Regions from separate parts of the Rattus norvegicus genome. Here region 1 is linked to region 2. The links are chromatin contacts, called in public Hi-C maps. All regions are on one chromosome and are shown on one strand. Each heading gives the region's core, a stretch centred on a gene start, on an enhancer-like site or on the middle of the called end of the contact. The rest is flanking DNA. Distances are from core to core; before and after follow the strand shown. Region 1 overlaps Nfix (nuclear factor I X). Region 2 holds the start of Nfix (nuclear factor I X).

Evidence for each region. Hi-C and Micro-C count contacts between places; a contact is called where the count stands out from the background.
Region 1: a contact with region 2 is called in a Hi-C map of psoas muscle, with 4 times the contacts expected there. The contact joins the enhancer-like site here to the promoter of Nfix in region 2. A contact is called at or near these places in 3 of 12 Hi-C or Micro-C datasets (the A7r5 cell line, Schwann cells and psoas muscle).

What each region holds. Positions count from the first base shown.
Region 1 is chr19:40,322,322-40,327,242 of GRCr8, forward strand. All of the region lies in intron 2 of Nfix (nuclear factor I X), which reads left to right. It overlaps LOC102546551 (a long non-coding RNA gene), which reads right to left. Exons shown (of 3, transcript XR_005496695.2): 2 at 3,842-4,017; 3 at 1,807-2,301. Among named protein-coding and RNA genes, the nearest start is that of Lyl1, 35 kb to the right of the region's middle. Within about 2 kb of position 1,375, at least 28 of the 93 cell types and tissues checked have an H3K27ac peak or open chromatin away from gene starts, as enhancers often do. A contact at or near this core is called in Schwann cells, where this site is marked.
Region 2 is chr19:40,257,064-40,262,324 of GRCr8, forward strand. Nfix (nuclear factor I X) reads left to right here and starts at 3,276. Exons shown (of 10, transcript NM_030866.1): 1 at 3,276-3,341. The coding sequence starts at 3,315.

The DNA.
Region 1 (4,921 bases), core at 125-2,624, 63 kb after region 2:
GACAGCCAGGGCTACACAGAGAAACCCTGTTTTGGGGGGTAGGGGGTGTGAAGCAGTCTTTCAGTCTTTGCTAAATTTAAACCACTGGCTGCTAACTGAGAGATAGGAATGGCTTGCTTTTGATACTGAGGCCAGTAGCCCTGTGGAGGCTCAGGGTGCTGGGAACGGAAGCCCTTCCTCACGGTAACTAGGTGGGGTAGGGTGCAGCAAACTGACTACTGTCCCTTAGAGTATTGTCTCCTCTGGCATGCATTCCCATTTCAGTCTCTGCTTTGCCAGGGTCTCGGGCATTGTCAAGGCTTGCTCTGAGAAGTCCTTATCAGTCTAATTTTGGTCACTGGAAAAGGCTCATCAGGAGTGAGGACTAGAAGACCATTAGGCCAGCCTCCCTAGAGCCATTTCCCAGCACAGCACTGCTGGGTCCTGCCACTGCTCTGCCCCAAGTCCACAGCTCAGAGGAAGCCCCAAGCTTAAGCTTAAGCTTAAGCCCCTCTTCCCTCTTAACAGAAAGCAGTGAAGACATCCAGGGAACCACCGCAGGGATGGGCCCTTCCGAAGCCCAGTGGGTAGGGGCTGCTTCCCTCCACTCTGTGCTGAGGTCAAGGACTGGCCAGTGGATGCGGAAGCAGCCAGGCTTAGCCAGACCCTTCGAAGTAATCTGTACTACCCAGGGTCAGGGGGGCTGCAGGGCTGGCCTCACCTCAACTAACCTCTAGGCGGAACAAAGGGGCCTTTCTCTGCTTGCAGCCGGGAGGGTGTGCCTGCCTGTTTCTGCTTTCCTCAAGAGCCCAAGTGTTGCTGTGCTTTTGTTTTTGTTTTTGTTTGTTTTTTTCTCTCCTTGACGTCTCCATTTTCCTAATCTGGCTTTCAGTCTCCATCTTTTCACTCCTGCAGTGTGGGTGGTAGGGTTTTTCCTTTCCAAGTGTAAAGACAAGTTAGCACCAAGAGGTGAGGGCATTCAGAGTACCTTGGGAGCACTCTTAGGGTCAACAACAGACAACTCTCAAGTGGGAAGCAGCTTACTGGGGCCCGGATGGGCCCAAGGATCACACCCCTGTGGTCCAAACACCTGGCAGCCTCACCTTCTGCTTCTCCTCACCCACCTCCCTCTTGGAGGCCTCCTTCCATCCGGTTCCCCACTGCAAGCTGATCCTATTCAAGGTGCGTGGCGATCGCAGCCCTGATCACATCCCGGGATGTGCTTGTGCAGTCATGGGAGCCGCTGTCTCAGGCAGCTCCGTCCGTCCAGATACAGACGTGAGGTCTGGTGGTCATGCTGGGTTCTTGCCCTTCCTGCTGGGCCCAGCGCCTGTTCAGAGGGAACCGTCTACGGAACTTCTGGGCCAGCACCCCATGAGCTCGCCCTACTGTGACCGGTAGAGGGCAGCTAGTGTTAACTCGCTGCGCCACCTAGCTACCTTGTTGGGGAGTGCAACGTGAAGCTCCTTGAGCCCCCGCGGGATCCTTAAGGACCTTTGGCACCTGCTAGCCCGCTGGATAGGTGGATTAGTCATTGTATTCCGAGTTCAATGTATACGTACGTAGTACTTTCTATGAAATCATCCTTAGTGAAAGTCAAGTCCCCACTTGACATCTCATCTGCGTGGGTCCAAGCTGTATTGCATTAGGCCAGAGATTCAGAGTTAGCCAGGCATGGTTAGTGCACCCCTTTGATCCCAACAATCTGGAGGCAGAAGCAGGCAGATCTCTGTGTTCAGGGCTAGCCTGGTCTACAGAATCAGTTCCACAACAGCCAGAGCCACAGTGTCTGAAAAAACCCAATAATAATAATTAATAATAATAAAATAGCAGCAGAGAAGCTTTTATTTTAAAAAACCAACAACACAAACACTTAGAGTCAAGATCCCAGGTCCTTCATGTCTTGTCTAAATGGCTCTTGCAGCCTTTGGGTCTCTAAAGTGGCAGAGGAGTAGGCCATGGGCAGAGTACTCTCTTGTCTTGCCTAACCTGGGCTCCTCCTGTCCATCGAATCCTTTGATGGGAGGCTCGGCTCAGGTTTACAGGGTTAAAGGTGGAGACAGGAATACAGCCTATCTTCAGCAGGGGAGGAAGGTGCCAGCTAGCGGTGCTCTGTCCCCTAAGGGGTGCATCAGGGTAGAAGCCACGGTTGCAAGAAGGATCTAGAAAGGGCTCTGAGTCTTTGAGAGGTGGTAAAGACGAAGCAGTGAGCACAGTCACGAGGCCTTAGCCTCATGGGGCTGATGGTTCAGGCCTGTCTGCCAGTGCTGGCCCAGCCGGAGGGTACCCAGCGGGTAAGGTTTGAAGACAGGACTGCTAGGCCTGTAGGTGGGAATTGAGTCCTGCTGAAATATCTGGTTATGGGATGTGTCTGTGTTTGCCCCTCTTTCTGCCCACAGCCAGAGGGGAGGTGGCCAGGGGTGGGGATTTCAATGCAGCCTGCCCTTTATGGTGAGTCAAGGCAGGTGGGCTCTCCTATATTCTTTCCACTAAGTCCCCAGCATTCATGGACAGGAGTGGGCCGCAGGAGGACTAGAGAAGCCCAGGGTAGCAGAGGTGCAGAGGCTCATGTCCTGTCCCTCCATCTCTGTCCCTTGGGCTCCATGTCCTATGGTAAAAAGGCTGCAGCTTGGGGGCTTTCTCTATACTAAGCTGAGAGGACTCTCTTCTCACATTTTCTTCCTCTTCCTCCCCCCTCCTCTTCTACCTCCTCCTCTTGCTCCATTGAAATCTTGTGGGTGGGCATGGAGGCTCCCAGTCCCAGCTCAGCCCCTGCCGAATGCTCTTCCTCACATAGACTAGCAGCAAGAAGCAGTTCACTCAGCTTCTCCCCGGCTGCCTCCTTTGCCTCCTCTGGCTTCCTCTGGCTTTTGGCATGGGCCTCCCCACAACCCCCCACAATGCTGCTTGGCCTGGCCCTAATTCCTTCCCTAGGTCTTCCCTTCTATATTATGCTCCTGGGCTAGGGTTTGCCTCTTCCTTGGAGCTCCTGCTGGTCCCAGGCAGCGACCTATGTGACCTTCAGAGCCTCCGTCGCCCCTCTCATCCTAGGGCTGGCATTAGGGACTGACTACTTCCCTTCCTGAGTAATCGGACCAAGGGCAAATGTGTTTGGCTGGGGTGTGGGGGGTGCTACCCAGCCCTGGGAAGGGGAAACACTATTAATAGCTTCAGGAGCAGCTGGGGATGGGGGTGGGTATCTGGCTAGCCCAGCCTGGCCTGGCCTGGCCCAGGCTGGCCTGGGCAACTCAAAGGTCCAGAAAGGGCAATGCTTGAAATAGAGGGAGTGGGGGCGGGGCTCAGCTTCACGGGTCCCAAACTGGGGCGGGGGGTGGGGTGGGCACACGTTCCCCATCCCCAACACTGCTTTTCTCTGGCTTGTGGTGTACTGAAAGCATTCCCCACTGTCGGTTTCTACCCAGCACCTTGAGGAGGGGCAGTTCTTAGGCTAGGGGCTACATGTCTGGACCCCATTGTCATGTGATCCCTGGATCCAAGCCCTCAGAAATGCTAGACACGGCTGCCGGCAAACTATGGCACCAGCCAACCTTGCCAGGAGTGGGTTTGTCTATAAAGAAGGCAGGGCTGCGGGCAGCAGGAGGTGGTGCCTGCCATCCTAGGCCAGGGTCTGTGCTTTTGGTTTCTTCAGCTCTCTCCACTCCAGGATTGAGCAGGGCAGAGCGGGGCAGGGCAGGGCAGGGGAGGGCAGAGCAGGTTGTTGGAACCTCAGAATCCAAGGGCAAGCCCTGTGCTCCCCACTTCTCTCTTGGCCTTGCCCATCTCCTGGGGTCTTTCCCCATCCCTCCCCATGTGGTGAGCAGCCTCAGACCATTTACTAAGGACTGCTGTGGGGAGGACATACCTATATCATGGGTGCGTCTGTGTTTGCCCTTTAGTGGCTGAGAAACCCCCTCTGCTGCTCTTCACAGAAGGTAGTGATCCAGGCCCCATCACTCACTACGGGGGGCCTCTGGGTCCAAAAAAACTGCAGTCTCAGATGTATGTCACCGGTGAGCTGAGGTGGCATCTGAGCAGAGCCTGACGGGGGTGGGGAGATGGTAGCATTTCATCAAGTGGAGATGAGAAATGGCGATTGCATATAAGAACCAGCAGAGTCTAGGGAACTGCTGCTCAGAGCCAGGCTTTGGGCCAGGAGCTGTGGTCCATGCTCTTTATCCAGAGACCCAGCAGGCAGGTGCTAACCGTTACCTGCAGCCGAGCAGCCAAGGCCACTGGACCGGGAAGCTCTGGAACATGGAGCTTACTTGAGTTGAATGTGCCATCGCTTGCCTGCCTTCTTCTGTCTCCCTTTGCCTAGATGTCTCCCTTTGTCTCTCCTCTGTGCTAGGATAAAGTCAGGGTCTCCCGGTTGGTATAGGACCCACATAGTTCTCCAGCAGCCTAGTTCCTTTCCGGGAAGGTTTAGACTCGGACAGAAGAGGAAGGGGAGGTGACCTGGACCAGGTGGCCTCTGCCTCTCCTCAACTCTGAGATTCATACCTGCTCTTTCCACCCTGTGCTGCCTTCTACCCACGTCTCTGATGGGAGCTTGGCTCTGGCGGGATTCCCTGCTGTGGCACCTCTGAGATGCCCCGCTGGGATGGGTGTGACTGCCCACCAAGCCGTGGGTCCGCTCGCTCACTCGCTCGTTCACTCCTGGTCCTTGAGTTGCTGGTTTTATAAGTGGAGCTGCCATGCTTCCAGGGGGCCCATTAGGCTGGTGTCTTTGCATCTTCCCCTGGGGGAACTCTGTGACCTCACTTCTTTCCTCTCCTCTGCTGCCCTCAGCCTGCCATCCCTGAGCACTCCAGTCCCCTGTCCCCCTCGTTCCACTGCTCAATGCCCATTTCTGTCTCCAGTTCTCCCTAGGCCTCTGGCGGCCGGCAGATACCTGGCAGGGCACACCCAACAGTTCATGGCAGGAGAGGACCTCCCTGGAAAG
Region 2 (5,261 bases), core at 2,026-4,525:
GCAGATACTGTGGGTGCAGGGAGAGGCCTGGATCACCCACCACATGGGATCCCAGGGACCATGGTCCCAAGCAGAATGACAGGCATACCATATCCCCCCTGGATGGCTTCAGGCACAGAGACCCTGCTCTCTGATACACAAGCACACATATCTATTTAGTAACACAGATGAATTCAGGCTGAGGTCTTCAGGCAAGCATGTCCACCACTGACAGGCAGTCCTTAGTGCAGACAGACAGACAGACAGACACAACACACACACCACACACACACCACACACACACACACACACACACACACACACACACACACACACACACACGGAGTTTTGTGTTTTGAGATAGGGTCTCAAGTAGCCCACACTGGCCTCCAGCTTGCTGTGTATACAAGAATGACCCTGAACTTCTGATCCTCCTGCCTTTTTGTCTTCAGAGTGTTGAGATGGTAAGGTTGTGCCACCATGACTGGAGATTGAAGCCAGGGCTTCATGGATGGTAGAAAGGCACTCTACCAACGGAACCACACCCCCAACTCCTACACTGTTTTCACATACATAGACACAGAAGCACAGCATGTCACATGCACACCAGCTATGCACACATACACACTGACATGGTCTGACACATGGAAACATACCTGATACATTCTGACCGTACACAGCTATGGACTGTGTAGACAGGATGACCTTGAGTTTGAACATATAAAATATGTTACATGGGCTAACATACAGGCACATACCTGGCATCCAAGAAAGGCATCCAATGCCTGGTGCACAAACACATATGCTCACATCCAGTTGGGCATGTTAGCATTGTCTGATACACACAGCTATTTATCCACTGAGATGCTCTTTTTTTTTTTTCTTTTTTTCCGGAGCTGGGGACTGAACCCAGGGCCTTGCGCTTGCTAGGCAAGTGCTCTACCACTGAGCTAAATCCCCAATCCCCCACTGAGATGCTCTTATGTACACTTACTGGCATGGGCTGACACACAGAGACCCATATCCTGGACACAGACATCCATCCTTGGCCTGCTCTGGTACACACAGATCTTCTCTATTGGATGGGTCCCACAGGAAAACAAATGCATGTGAAGCCTTCTCACAGGCAGTCCTTCTGTGACCTCTGGACACTTACCTGCTGGGACACACACACCACACACACACACACACACACACACACACACGGAAAACATGCTACAGATCTCCAGTGTGGCTGCACTGATATGTTGGGTCAGTGCGGACACACCCCGGTGTCCTGTGGCCTCACCTCCTGTCAGTCACACTCATATCTCCATCAATGATCAGTGTTCCCTGTCCCACCACGTCCCCTGTGTTTCGCCTAGAGAGGTGGAAGACACCTTTGCTGACTCACAGACACATCCATGGGTACAGCCACACCCACGCCACTACTCAGAATATACTGAGTATAAAAAAAAAATTGGCCCTGCTCAGACCCACACCAGACACCCCAGGCACATCGCCTGCCGCCCTATCTCAGAGGTTTTAGGACAAGGGGCATAGCATTCAGGGACATTTATGCACGCACATCCTTGTGCCTTGTCAGCCCCTACACACTCACCCACGCACACCTGGGCACCTATACCACCCCCCATTAGACAATGCATTACTGAGAATTGCCACAGCTCCTTGGCTCAGGAGGCTGACAAGGTGCTGGCTGCACCTGGCAATGGGAAGGAGCTGTGCCTTGCTAGGAGCTGCCTGGGAACTGAGGCACAGCCTTCCCACCCAACCTAGGGTCACCCAAGAGTTCTCTGTGCCCTCCTTCAGAGTGCCCAGCACCGTCTTCCCCACTTCTTCCTTCCCTCCCTCCCTCTCTGTGAAGGCTTTCCCTTTCTCCCTCTGTTCCTTGCTTGTTTTTTTTGAAACAGGGTTTCAGTATACAGGCCAAGCCAGCCTCAAACTCTGTAGCTCAGGCTGGTTTACAGCTCAGTCTTAACCTTCCTCTTGGAGCTTCTGAGTGGAGGGATTGCAGACATTTGCCAAACCACCCCGCCCCACCCCACCTTATTCCCAGCTCCAGTGGAAGTGGGGGGTCCTGGGCCTGCAACAGAGGCTGGAGCTTCACCACAATACAGATAATGTTCCTAAGTCCCAGGATATGTGCAAAGGTACGAGAGACATATGAAGGCTAAGGGTGGTGTGTGTGTGTGTGTGTGTGTGTGTGTGTGTGTGTGTGTGTGAGAGAGAGAGAGAGAGAGAGAGACAGACAGACAGACAGACAGACAGACAGACTGACTGACTTGGGAGAGTCTACACAGAACCTGCCAACTGTTTTGCTATCAGGATTGTAGATCAGCGTACCCTAGGCCTGGGGTATATTTGTGCAACACAATGTGTGATACGTGCAGTGTGTGCCCCTGTACAGTGATACTTTGTGTCCTTTGTATGGGGGCTCCCATGTGTCAGTGTCACCCTGTGTCTGGGTTGCCACAGCTGTCTTCCAAGATATTTTGGCTTGGCTGTGTGTTGGTGTGTCCTTGTGTGTCCGGGGTGACAAGGTATGGCTATGTGATCCTGTGTGTGTCAGTATTCTGCAGGGACGTGTGTGGCACGCGCATGTATGTTAGTGCGGCTCTCAGCGTCGGTCTGCATTGGGACATGTGACAGTAGGTGGTGTGTGGCTCTTGCTCGTGTCTGTGCCCGGTGTGCACCGCCGTCTGCTGTGACTTCATGAGGACTAGTCCCTGCGTTCCTTCGTGACATTTGTGCCCGTCCAAGCCCTGCTGCGTGTCAGCGTGTGTCGGCGCCCGAACGCCGGCCAGCACGTGTCGGGGCGGCCGCGTCGGTGTGCGTCCCCGCGTGTATGTGTGTGTGCGTGTGTGCGTGTGTGCATGTGTGTGCGCGCCGGCCGCGCTCACCCGCCCCGCCCGCCCCTCCCCGCGCCCCTCCTCCCGCCCGCGCCGCCCGCCCGCTCCCTCTCCCCGGAGTGCGCCGCTTCCAAACTTTGTCTAAACTTTCACTTTCACAGCGCGGCGGCGGCGGCGGCGGCGGCGGTGGCGGGCGAGGGCGAGCGGCCGAGCGGCGGCGGCATGGAGTAGACGCGCGGCGGCGGCGGCGGCGGCGGCGGCGGACGCGAGAGGCAGCGGCGAGCGCGGCGGCGGCCCGGAGCCCGCGGGGCCGAGCCTGTGAGCGCGGAGCGGCGGCGGGCCGAGCGGGGCCGCGGGCCGGGCGGGCGCCGCGCGGCGGAGGCCGGAGCAGCGGAGCCGGAGCCCGAGTGCCAGCCAGCGCGACGCCGCCTGCCGGGCCTGCCCTCGCCGCGGCCGGCCTCTGCGCTCGCGCCCGGGCGCCCAGCGATGTACTCCCCGTACTGCCTCACCCAGGTACCGGCCGCCGCCCCCGCGCCCCGGGAGGGCCGGGCTGGGGTCCCGCAGGCGCGCGGGCAGCGGGCGGGGCGCGGGGGCGCTGCCCCGGGGCGCGCGGCGGGAGTGCGTGGAGAGGGGGCGAGGGGCGAGCGCGCGCGGCGGGGCGCGGCGGACAGCGGACCCCTGCTGCTGCGCGGCGACGCGGCGTGGTGGCAAGCGCGGGCGGGCAGGGTGACACGGCGGCAGGAGGCAGAGTGGCCCCGGGGCGCCGGGGAGCACGGGCGGGCGGCGTTCCCTGCGCGCGGCGCGGCGCTGCCGCCCCGGGGTGGCAGTGGCGGGCGTGTGGGCAGCTGCTCTGCGTGCGGCTGGGGTGCCCCGGGCGGCCCGGGCGTCTCCCCAAAGTCTTTGTTCAGGCCTCGCATGGGAGCGGGGCTGAGAAAATGGCGGGGCTCCCAAATTTCGGAGGGGCAGGGGAGGGGAGGGAGGGACGGGCGTGCTGCCAGCCCGGGCCGCGCCTCTCTGCGGATCCTGGACGTTTGCAGACGCGGCTCCCCGGCCCCAAACTTTCATCCGTGCAAACTTTCCGGTCTCAAAGACCAGGACCGCCGCGGCGTGGACCTGGAAGTGTCCGGAGGAATCCCGGTCCGCCACCCGCAGGCGGGAAGGGGGGAGCAGCGGTGGCCACCGCAGGTCGAACCTGTTGGGATCAGCCGTCGGGTCAGCCTCGGGCACAGCAGCGCCGACCTTGGCGTGCTTCGGGAGCGCGAGCGCGAGAACGCGTCCCGCCTCCAGCGAAGTTCCCTGCGCAGTGTATAGCGGAGGCTGAGGCCTGGAGCATGCCTGATTTGCCACCCCTCTCTTTCTAGCTGCGACTCCAGGCTCTGAGAGGGCACCAGCCAGACCAGCCCAGATCTAGAGGGGCCCTCACAGCTCTATCTGCAGAACCAGACCAGGGCAGGTGACAGATTTCAGCAGGCAGAGGGGATTTGTAGAGGTTGTCTAAGTCTTGCATGCTGGCCAGGCCTGTCTGTGGGAACTCTCTAGGCCAACCCTGAGTCCCTAATGGCCCCCTTTGCTAAAGCCAGGGCCCTTTCAGACGAGTGCTGAAAGTGCCACCACCTTAGAGTGGGAACACACACCCATGGTGTATATAAATGACCAAGTATACGAGGAGCATGCCAGGATGTTTTGAAGGGCAAGAAGGTATATGCAGGTGGATTGCAGTTCCAACGACTCAGCGCTCTTGTAGTCCCAGGTACTAGTTGTCTGTGTGTCTGTGTGTCTAGAATCTGTATGTGACTCCTGTAGGCTGGCAGTGGCCAGACTTCGTGGCACAAACACAGATGACCGGGCGAGATGATGTGTCTTCCAGTATAAATCACACGCAAGTGTGTGTCACTGGAGGAGCCCATGCTCGCCTGCCCTGCCAATCTGACCACCATAGCAGTATGGGTCTGTTCCTTCAAGTTGTCAGCTACCCTATGTTGGGTTCCCCGCAGGAGGACCTGGTCAGCTATCTAGGTCTGAGCTGTGGCTACCTTCAGGGTGATTGGTGATCTGCTCATCTCTATGGCTGTGTAGTGGGACAAAGACCCCATGTTCCAGCAGCTACCTCATCTACCAAGCTGCTAGCCTACCTCCACTCCAACGTCGCCAGACATCTGGGCTTGCCCCCTCCTCACCCATGGGTCAGGTGAAGCACCCACCGTTGGAGAGAAAATACCAGCTGATACACTGGTGCCAAGGCTACGGAGGGACTGGGATGGCCCCCAGATTTGGGGTGATGGCCTCGGCTTGGCTCTGTGGCACTCCAGAAGGGAATACGGGCTCCAATCTGTGCGTGTTACATCTTGCACATGCCAGGCTGCCTGGGAGGGGAGTGGGCACAATCTCACCAGTCTGCCAGCCCTGCATGGTGGGCAGGGAAACCCCTTTGCT